Linked DNA regions of Oryctolagus cuniculus: region 2 is linked to region 1. The links are chromatin contacts, called in public Micro-C maps. All regions are on one chromosome and are shown on one strand. Each heading gives the region's core, a stretch centred on a gene start, on an enhancer-like site or on the middle of the called end of the contact. The rest is flanking DNA. Distances are from core to core; before and after follow the strand shown.

Region 1 (4,720 bases), core at 1,864-4,363:
TTCCAACTACTTTTGGTTTATATATATATGTATATATATTATTCAGTAGGCACTAAAAATCCATGCAGCTGCATTGTGAGGGGCTTGCTCCTGCCCTTAGGTATAAGCAGGTTCATCACTCCAGGTTGTGAGTTTAGCTACTACCCATTCATGCTCAAGTGCAGTAGATGATTTTACAGAATATGCTGTGATGCACTGGAAACCAGAGACCAATTTAGGTCTCAAATCTAGCAACAAATCATTTACATTGTGCAAGAACAAGGATTCCATTTTCATAATCAAATAACAACAAAATAAAAACATTTCATAATATAACTTACATCTTTGGACTGCTGGAAAATACTTTTTAATTATGAACATTTTAAAAACAAAAGACAGCAGAAGCCCTGATATTACCTCTTTTTCCTCATTTCTTATACTACCTTTTAAAATAAAGCAGGAAATGTGGCCAGCAGCTGGTCCCGTCTCTTCTGCCCCAACAGCTGTATCCACTTTAGCACAAAGAAAAACAAGGATGCTAAATACGTATATACTTTATCAAACAGTGACGTTTCACAAAGAATTTAATACTTCTTACACCGAAAGACACCATAACTGAATTTATACAACTGGACAATACATAATGAAGTATTTCAGGGGAAGAACACGTCCCATCTTTGGAAAAGTAGCATCAACCAGGACATTTAAGTGGCCAGAACCACTCAGTTTCAAAAATTACTTTTAAATAGGACAAATACTCTTGAAATATAAAGATTCTTTGTGAAGCCTCACTTTACATGTTTTCATTCACATTTCACAACCTTCAATATCTAATCATACATACATAAATTTAACCTAAAATTGTAATACAACATAAAGTAAGTGTTTTCAACAATTTATTCATGATCAGTGATAGGGTAAATCACTGTGCTGGTCCTCAAGGAAACATTTCATTAACCATTCTTAGTCTTTCCCCAGTTAACTAAAACACAGGAAGGAATCTTATATGCATGTTAATTTCCAACTTCTCTAATGGAGAGATATTAAAATGTTACTTTCAGTAGGCTGAATTTCTGTATCTTCTACTGAAAACCTAAAAGGCATTCTTGAATATTTAAAAGATTTCTGTCATCTCCAGCAAAATAACTATTACATATGTGCATGCCCCAAATACTTATTTGTCAACCTCTGAAAAGTTGCATTAAAATTGGAATTCCAATTTGCACCTTGTACAACTCGGAACTTCCATTCAACTTCACCTGTTTCACTGTCTCCAAACTGTATCTCTATAAGCAGGTTTCAGTGTACAGTTGGAACCGATGTCATCCAAGGCCATGTCCACACTGGGGACAGAAGAGCTAGGTACACGCAAGTCTGAACAAGGGGACACATTAACAGCTATTTCAACCAGAAGAAGCATCTTAAATACATTATTGACCAGCACAAGTCTGTTTCCAGGGTGGACAGGGCCCAAATTAGATTCCCCTCCCACCTTCCAAAAAAGAAAAAACAAAAAGATCACACACACACAAATTGAGATGTTGCCCATTAAAGTAGACTAAGCAGCAGAGCATGAGCGTTACGTGAAGAGATGGATCCTTACCAGGTTGTGAGGCGGGAACGACTGTTCTGTAACCCCTACAACGGAGCCTGGCAGGAAGGAAATCACCTAAAAAAGAAACTGTCAGAGAGATTTAATAGTCACAGGTTATCATTAGGAGTTGGTTACAGTGTCACATTCATGCTTTTAGCTAAACACTTAAAGACTCAATATTACTTTTTTTCCTCCTCTGAAATGTGTCCAGTGAAGATGTCCCACTAAGGTGTTTTACATGGAGTAAGGGAGTTGAAAGGGGTAAACGCGGATAAAGAGCAGATTACTTGACCCTACATTTTAAGAGACGACGACGCCTTCCGAGCGCACGCCGAGCAGAACTCCACCGACACCTTATCCTTGTCCACATGAAGACACACTCCTCCCGCTGAGTCGTCCTCTTCCAGCACGTCCTGCTGCTGCTTTCCCACGGGCAACGCGTAGTCGTGGTCACCGGCGGGCGAGTCTCTGAAGAGCGAGGTGGTCAGCCGCAGTCCCACGCCGCTCAGCCGGCTCAGCAAGCGAGCCAGTCCAGTCTCGTTGGCCAAGACGGCCCGTAGGTAGCGACTCTCCTCCTGCAGTGCCTGCACGCGTTTGCTCAGCTCCCGATTCTCGGCCCGCAGCTCCTGGTTCTCGGCTGCCAGACCGCGGACTCGACTCTCCAGCCCCATCACGTACTCCTTCTTCTTCAGCCGATTTAGACGGGCAGCGGCCGCCGCCGCCTTCCGGGGACTCTTTGTCGCCGCCTGGGTGTTGTCGTTGCCGCCGCCGCCACCACTGCCGCCGCCGCCTCCGCCTCCCGGGGACTTTCTCCGCCTCTTTTCGCCGCCGCCACTGTCACTGCTGCTGCTGCAGCCTCCGATACCGTTTAACAGCCTCTGCAGTAGGTCGGAGAAGCGCTGCATCTCAGCGGCCGCGGCCTCGTCGTCGTCGTCCCCTCTCCAAAGGCCGCCGCTATCCGAGCCTCCGCCGGACGAGGAGAGAGGCCCAGGCGAGCTGAGCCCGGGCTCCAGGTGCCAGTCCGGCTGCCGAGGGTCCAGGAGATCCGCCAGTTCCAGCCCTGACAGAAAGTCCATGTCCTCGGTCTCTTCCCCGGGGACGCTGGCAATCGCTTCTTCCTCCATCTCCTCGGGGGAGGGCGCGCGGACGGCCAGGCCGCCGCGGCTCCCCCGCCCGGCCTCCAGCTCGTCAGCGTCGCCGTGCGGCTGCTGGCGGCCGGGAGATCCGGCCGCCGCCGTCTCCTCCTCCGCCGCTGCCGACGCTGCCGCCACCGCCGCCCGAGTCACGTCCGGGGGCAGCGAGCAGGTCGCAGCCGGCGCCGGGCTCTCGCTGCGGGTGGGGGAGTCGCTGCCCGACGCTGCCAGCAGCTTGGTCAGGCTATGCCTCATGGGGCCCAGCGACGGGCCAGCGTAGGCCCCGGCCCCTCAGACTGGGCCTCGCGGGCCCCAAAGGCCCCAGGCCCCAGCGCGGGCAGCCGGGGCGCCGGGCGAAATGAAATGGAAGGTAAATTTCAGTCGCCTGCCGCCTGGCTTGGCTGATGGACCCCCCGCACCGGTGCGGGGGCCAGGAACGGAAGATGGAAGCGGCGAGGCCCGGCGATGACTCGGCCGCGCCACCCAGACAACGGCCTGGACGGAAGTCGGTCCTCCTCCAACAGCCCCTCCCACCGCCTTTCGCGCGCCACCAAGCAGTGATATCGCGAGAGTTTAGGGTGCTTTGGAGTAGCAGTAATTCTGGTAATTTAGTGATGTCATAGTAACAGCGGCAAAATAAATAAATAAAACCCAGATTTTCACCCCGAAATCAATGTTACCCGATACCCAGACTCAAAACTTCAGCACTTTACAAGTAACATTTTCTTCTTATATGTAACTGTTCGTAAGCAATTATGTTGGTGCTGAATCATTCCCAAATTGCAGACAGAACGCCCCACCCTGCATATTCGTTTCGTATCTCTAAAAATACATTCTCTTTCGTAATCATAATGCAGGTATCAATTCCTGAGAAGAGTGCCATTCATTTACTAATATTATTAATATTCGGGACATATTCAGATGTCCTCAGTTTCAAAATAATCTTTTCTAGCAGATACTTTCTTCCGAGCTCAGATTCAAGCAGTCACTTATTGCATTTGGTTGTTTTAGGGTTTTATTTATTTTTTCCATTTCCACTTCTCAAACTACAACTGTTCCCTCCACACTCTACTTTTTCTTAACATTGGCTTTTTGAAGAGACGAGGTCAGTTATCTTGAACATTCTGGATGTGTCTTTTCATGTGTTATTCCTCTGGCCCCTCAAGGGATTTGAGATTTGAAACAGTATTTAATTATGCTATAATCCAGTGAAACAAAGCAATTCAAGTTTTCTTTAAAAATAAGACCAATGAAAGCATAGATGAAATAACCAGGTAAAGAATTCCAGCGGTGGAAAAGATTAATATTGAAGTAGTATGGATTCAATATCTTACATAGTTACCCAAGTTGAACTAAAAACAGATTAGGCTTCCTGGTAGTACAAATAAAAAGAGAGAAAACAAACTTTCCTTACTTTGTTCATAAATAAGGTGTGTATGAATTCTTTAATCACTTATCTACTTAATAGCTCTTACAGGTCTCTATGGGAGTCAATATTGTGGCAGTCTCAACAATAGCTGCTTTTATAGGACTGGTTTTTTTTAAACTAGGAATTACTTTAATCATTTTTATTAGAAAAAATTTCTGAGACACTAAAACTTCACAACAATTCAGAGGGGTTTTCAGGAGTTGGGGATCCTAAGTACTAGGAAGAAATGTTGGTATCCTGCTTCATTACGGATGGGTGGCATAGGTCATTAATGGGACACTTCTGGCGGCTAAGCCAATACCAAAACCCAGTGGAATGGTATTTCCTTCTAGAGTTAGTTTTCCTTCCTGCTGGCTCCCCTATGCCACAGAAACACCACTGTATAAAGCCGGAGCAACTAGCCGAGGCTCCAGTCTTCCTGTTGAGCAGGAAAGGGAAGGTCACTCCTGAGTCTCCATGCTTTCCTCTTCCTCTCCCTGAGATGGTTCTTCTGTGTTCTCCTCTTCGTCTCCTTCATTCTTCCCTGGTGGCTTCTCATAAGTCTTTTCTGAAACAGTCACATCACTCCATCCCAAATAGATATTT
Region 2 (4,916 bases), core at 1,322-3,821, 400 kb after region 1:
GCAATGTGTGGAAGAATCAGTGCTGCATGTAAAGTAAGTTACAAACCTTCATGAAAACTTTTAAAAAGTTCTACCCATTCTTGTTATCATTTATGATTGAGTTAAGGAAGATGAAAGTAGTTAACTTAGTTACAAGTAGCTTCTTCATCTCTCTGCACCAAGAAAATAACGAAAAAATTAATACAATATCAGAACAAACAATAAGATTTCATAGGACAAGTCAAGTAGTCTTTTGAAGGGATGTAAATAGTAGAAATGTCTACCCCAAATACCAGATGATCCAAATATCTTATGGCTTCGTGATGCATTTTTAAATAATTTTCTGTTTGAAGAGTATGGCCACTTAAATATATCCTACATTCTCTAAACAGGCAAGAACGAACAGTTAAAAACTTGTTTGCAATAATATCACAGATAACCCAACAGTATTAATTTTTTAAAAAACTTCCCCACAGCAGAGGAACAAATCACAACAAATAAAGTGTTTTTTTCCATAGCAGTAACTTGTCCTAACAACAATTCATGAGCAAAGTATCTTGGAAGAATGCACATTTTGTACTTTTTTTTTTTTTAAAGTGCAAACCTTAAGGCCAAAGTCCAAATGAGAAATCAAAACAGGACTCCTGACAGCGAATTCCCTTTCAGGACATGCTCGCTCTTGCTTCAACAGCAGAGCAAAGTAACTTCCACGTACGACGAAAGTCAACACAGGCAAATGTGTCCAGTAGTCATTTTTAAAAAGGAGAACTTGCTGCTGTGAATATTTCCCTATTTTTCCCCGAAACGTTTCAGACTGACTACTGACTCAAAGCTTGAGTAATCCACTAAGCTTTATACCCCGAGGAAAGAGCGCAATGAAAAAGGAGGTGGCTTCTAGGTGGCTTCCAGGTTTGAAAAAAGTTGGGAGGAGTTCGCTCTATTAATGGTACGCAAGTTAGTGAATGGAGAGAGGCTACGCCGCAGAAGCCAGTGCCCTCAAAGGACAATCGGCATAAATGAAAACGTTCCACACTCAAACACTTCTCTACCAACGTTTCTAAAGAGACATTCATCGTGGGTAAGTGTATTAACCCATTTTGAAATCTAACAGTGTACACCTCACTCAAGCTTCTAAATTCAAACCGCCAGGGTTAACAGTTCAGGAATGGATACTAGCACCAGCAAAATCTTTTCCACATCGCATTTTAAGGAGGGGTGGAAGCTGACATTCACAACCTAGCCCAGTCAAGAGCCTGAACAATACAACCATTACATTCTACCGGAGGCAAATAAAAACTCCCAACTTCCAACTTCACTTTCACTTCCACGAAAAAAGGTAATCCAGGGTGAAAGTCCGGGCGTTGCGTGTGATAATTAAAACACAACGAGTTGAAAGAACTGAACTAAAGCAACAGAGGCAGAAAAAGGCAACCCAAATGGGGGACGGAAAGTGGAAGAGAAAGCTGGGAAGGAAAAAGCAGCCAATGGAGTAAAGGAAGTGGGAACCCCTTCCAGAGGCAGCCGTGAACAAGCTGCGGGCTAAGAGGCTCTGAGGCCACTGAAACGCGAGTCTACGGAAACCTGAAGGCGGCTAATGGGGAAACAATGAGCCGGCGAGACCGGGAGCAAGCCGGGAGACGCTCAGGGCGGCACGGGACGGCTGGGACGAAGAGCACAAGGCTGCTGGAGCCAGAGGGGAAGGCGAGTCGGCGGGGTGAGGGGCCCCTAGGAAGCGGGAGGGGAGTGGCCAGTCCGAGGCTCGGTCACAGAGACCCGGCGGCCGCAGGCCATGAAGGCAGGTGTGATAGAAGCACAGGGAGCACACGAGCGGCCGTGCCACTCCGACGCAGGCAGGGGAGAGACAGCTGAAGGGGGTAAGGAAAGAGATGGAGACAAGGACGCGGGTGGCGCCGGGGGTGGGGGTGGGGGTAGGGGAGGCGCAGTGGGCTTCACTCACAGTCCAGGTGCTTTTTCTTGGGCCCCATGATCTCGTGGGTCGTGGCCTTGCATACTGTCTTGGATACGGCGGAGCCGGTGACACTGTGCTGGGCGGCGGTGATTCGGTCCGTCAGGCTCTGGCCAGACATCTCTGCTGCTGCTCCGCCACCCCTCCCGCTCGGCAGCCGGCGGGGACCGGGACCCCCAGACGCCGGAGGTCCCCACCCCCCACCGCACCCCCTACCCCCACCGGCTCCTTCCCCGCCTGCCGGCCTGGGGCGGGGCTCAGGGCCGCGCGCTGCCACTCAGCCCGAAGAGAACCGGCTCGTGTCAGCCGCGGGGTCGGACACGATGTCGGGCGCTCCCGTGCCCCCGCCTCAGCTCAGCCCACCCCTCCCCTGGTCAGCTGGAGCCGGGCCGGGCAAGAGGGACAGGCAGCTGCAGGAAAATGGCGGCGCCAGGCTCCTCCTCGGAGCTTTCCGGGCTGCCCCCGGGTCACGTGACTCGGGCGCCGCCCCTCCTTCTCCCTTCTCCCGCCCCCTTTTCCTTCCCTTTCCTCTTCGACGCCCGCCCTCCCTCGCTCAGCGAGGGAAGAGCGGGGCGGCGCCCGCGCGTTACGGGATGGAACCCGCCCGGCGGGCGCAACAGGAGGCCCGCCCGGGGGCAGTGCGCGGCCCAGCGCGTCACGTGACGCTCCCTGCCAACAGGTCGCAGGGCTGGGGGGGTCACAGAAGGGGGGTGGAGTGGGGCGGCCGGCTTCTGCCCTCTCTCACCCCACCCTAAGGGTGTCCTCTTGTCTGTGATTGAAACCAACGGCTTGACAAAGAGGAGGTGCAGCTGCCTGCACAGCTTCCCGTGAGGAAGGTGGTGTCTAGAGTTCCGACTCTTGGGGCTTCCCTGGCAGAGAGAGTGCGTTTGGAGACGCCCCCAAAGCCGTCCTCCCGACTTAAAGGAGAAGCTCCGGCGGCCTAGTTCCCAAACCCTGCCAGCAGGCCTGTCTCTGCTGTGGAAGTGTTGAAGCTCTCCCAGAATGGTTTCTCCCTGCCTTCCTTGAGAGGCTTGGAAATGTCACCTGGTTTTGTTTATCCCTACCCTGAAAACGTTGCTGCCGGTCTAAATTTAGATACAAACCGACCAGTATTCATCTTCTGGGGTGTCAAATAGGACAGGAAACACATAGCTTCCCTGGAATTTGAAAAGGGAAGTAGTAGGATGATGTCAACAGCGATTAGCTTGACCCTACAAGGCTGACTGATGGGGTGATTAAAGGTCCAGACCATACAAGGAAGTGAGACAAGATGGTAAATGGAGAAGTCTCATTCCAGGAGTGCAGACAGCACTACCTGCCATCTTCCCAGGTTTAGTCTTGCTTCCCTTTGGCATCTTTTACTGGATCAGCCGGGTTTCCATGGCAAGACATTGACACTGCCCTGTGGACATTTTAGAGGAGCTATTGTGTCCTGAGAGTCTGTCCTGTGAGATCCAGATCTATTAACAAAGCCTTTGGAAATGTTACTAGTGCCCCACATTTACCCCAGGGTTAAGTATAAACTTTAAAACCTCTGTCAATGAGCCGGCGCCGTGGCTCAATAGGCTAATCCTCCACCTTGCGGCACCGGCACACCGGGTTCTAGTCCCGGTTGGGGCGCCGGATTCTGTCCTGGTTGCCCCTCTTCCAGGCCAGCTCTCTGCTATGGCCAGGGAGTGCAGTGGAGGATGGCCCAGGTGCTTGGGCCCTGCACCCCATGGGAGACCAGGAAAAGCACCTGGCTCCTGGCTCCTGCCAGGATCAGCGCGGTGCGCCGGCTGCAGCGGCGGCCATTGGAGGGTGAACCAGCGGCAAAGGAAGACCTTTCTCTCTCTGTCTCTCTCTCACTGTCCACTCTGCCTGTCAAAAAAAAAAAAAAAAAACCTCTGTCAATGTTGTTACCATGATAGTCATATGTAATCTTGCTAGTTTCAAGTGAATGCTAACATACTCTGAAAATCTGTGTACACCATCTGCCAGCCAAATCCAAAATCCTGTGCTTCAATCTGGTGACTCTTTCAAAACATGCAAAGTTAATAGATACCTAGCATTTTATGTATCATATCGAGAATTTTGTAGTCTCCTCCCATTCCCTTTGTCTCACCTCCTCAATGTCTCTTCCCCAATTTTCTCTCCACAACGACTGGTGAAATTCTGCAGCATCATGCTTTTACCAAGCATGGTTTTTGCTGGCTTACAGGTCTTAAATCAGCAGGCTTCATCACAAAACTGTAACTCATCAGTACATCTGCAGTACATCTGTGGTTTAGTGTCCAATTCGCTGCCCCATGTCCATTTGGCACTTGAATTACCCAGTTCTCAACATATAGTGTCAGCCATCATTGCTACTCTAATATAGGTTTCCTTATATAAATTACTGATGGGCCTGAGCCTCTGCCCTAATAAATTGCAATAGGACTTTAAAATTAGTATGGTATACAAGGGGACCTCAAAAAGTTCATGGGAGAAGGCAGGGAGCATTTGGTTCCCCTGTTAGGACAACACTTGAAATACCCATACCACCTGTGAGAGTGCCTGGATCCAAGTCCCAGGTCCCAAATCCAGCTTCCTGCTAATGCACACCTGGAAGGCAATGGTTACTGGCTGAAGTACTTGGGTCCTTACCACCCACATAGAAGACACGAATTGAACTGCTGCCTCTTGGCTTCTGCCTGACACAGTCCCTGCTGCATTTGAGAAGTAAATCAGTGGATGAAGGATCCTCTTTCCTCTCTCTCTCTCTCTCTCTCCCTCACCCTCTCTTTCTCTTTCTTTCTCTCTGCTTTTCAAATAAATAAAAACAAAAAATACAACAAAAAATTTTTAAATTAGTGGGAGGGGCAGACAGTTGGCCTAGCAGTGAAGATGACACTATGCGCCGTATTGAAGAGCCTGGCTCTGGCTCCCAATTCTGGCTTCCTGCTAATGAAGACTTTGAGAGGAGCAGGTAGTCGTGCAAGTGGTCTGCTAC

The links. A called contact is a pair of places that touch in the nucleus more often than the background predicts.
Region 2: a Micro-C map of ear pinna shows a contact between it and region 1, with 4 times the contacts expected there. The contact joins the promoter of PICALM here to the promoter of CREBZF in region 1. A contact is called at or near these places in 2 of 6 Hi-C or Micro-C datasets (ear pinna and an unstated tissue).

The regions. Positions count from the first base shown.
Region 1 is chr1:76,749,607-76,754,326 of mOryCun1.1, forward strand. CREBZF (CREB/ATF bZIP transcription factor) reads right to left here and starts at 3,114. Exons shown (of 6, transcript XR_011389776.1): 1 at 1,871-3,114; 2 at 1,583-1,660; 3 at 1,239-1,353; 4 at 423-491. It also overlaps the pseudogene LOC100339694.
Region 2 is chr1:77,153,101-77,158,016 of mOryCun1.1, forward strand. PICALM (phosphatidylinositol binding clathrin assembly protein) reads right to left here and starts at 2,572. Exons shown (of 20, transcript XM_070076422.1): 1 at 1,937-2,572. The coding sequence starts at 2,066. It overlaps LOC138843109 (a long non-coding RNA gene), which reads left to right and starts at 1,732. Exons shown (of 3, transcript XR_011389911.1): 1 at 1,732-1,853.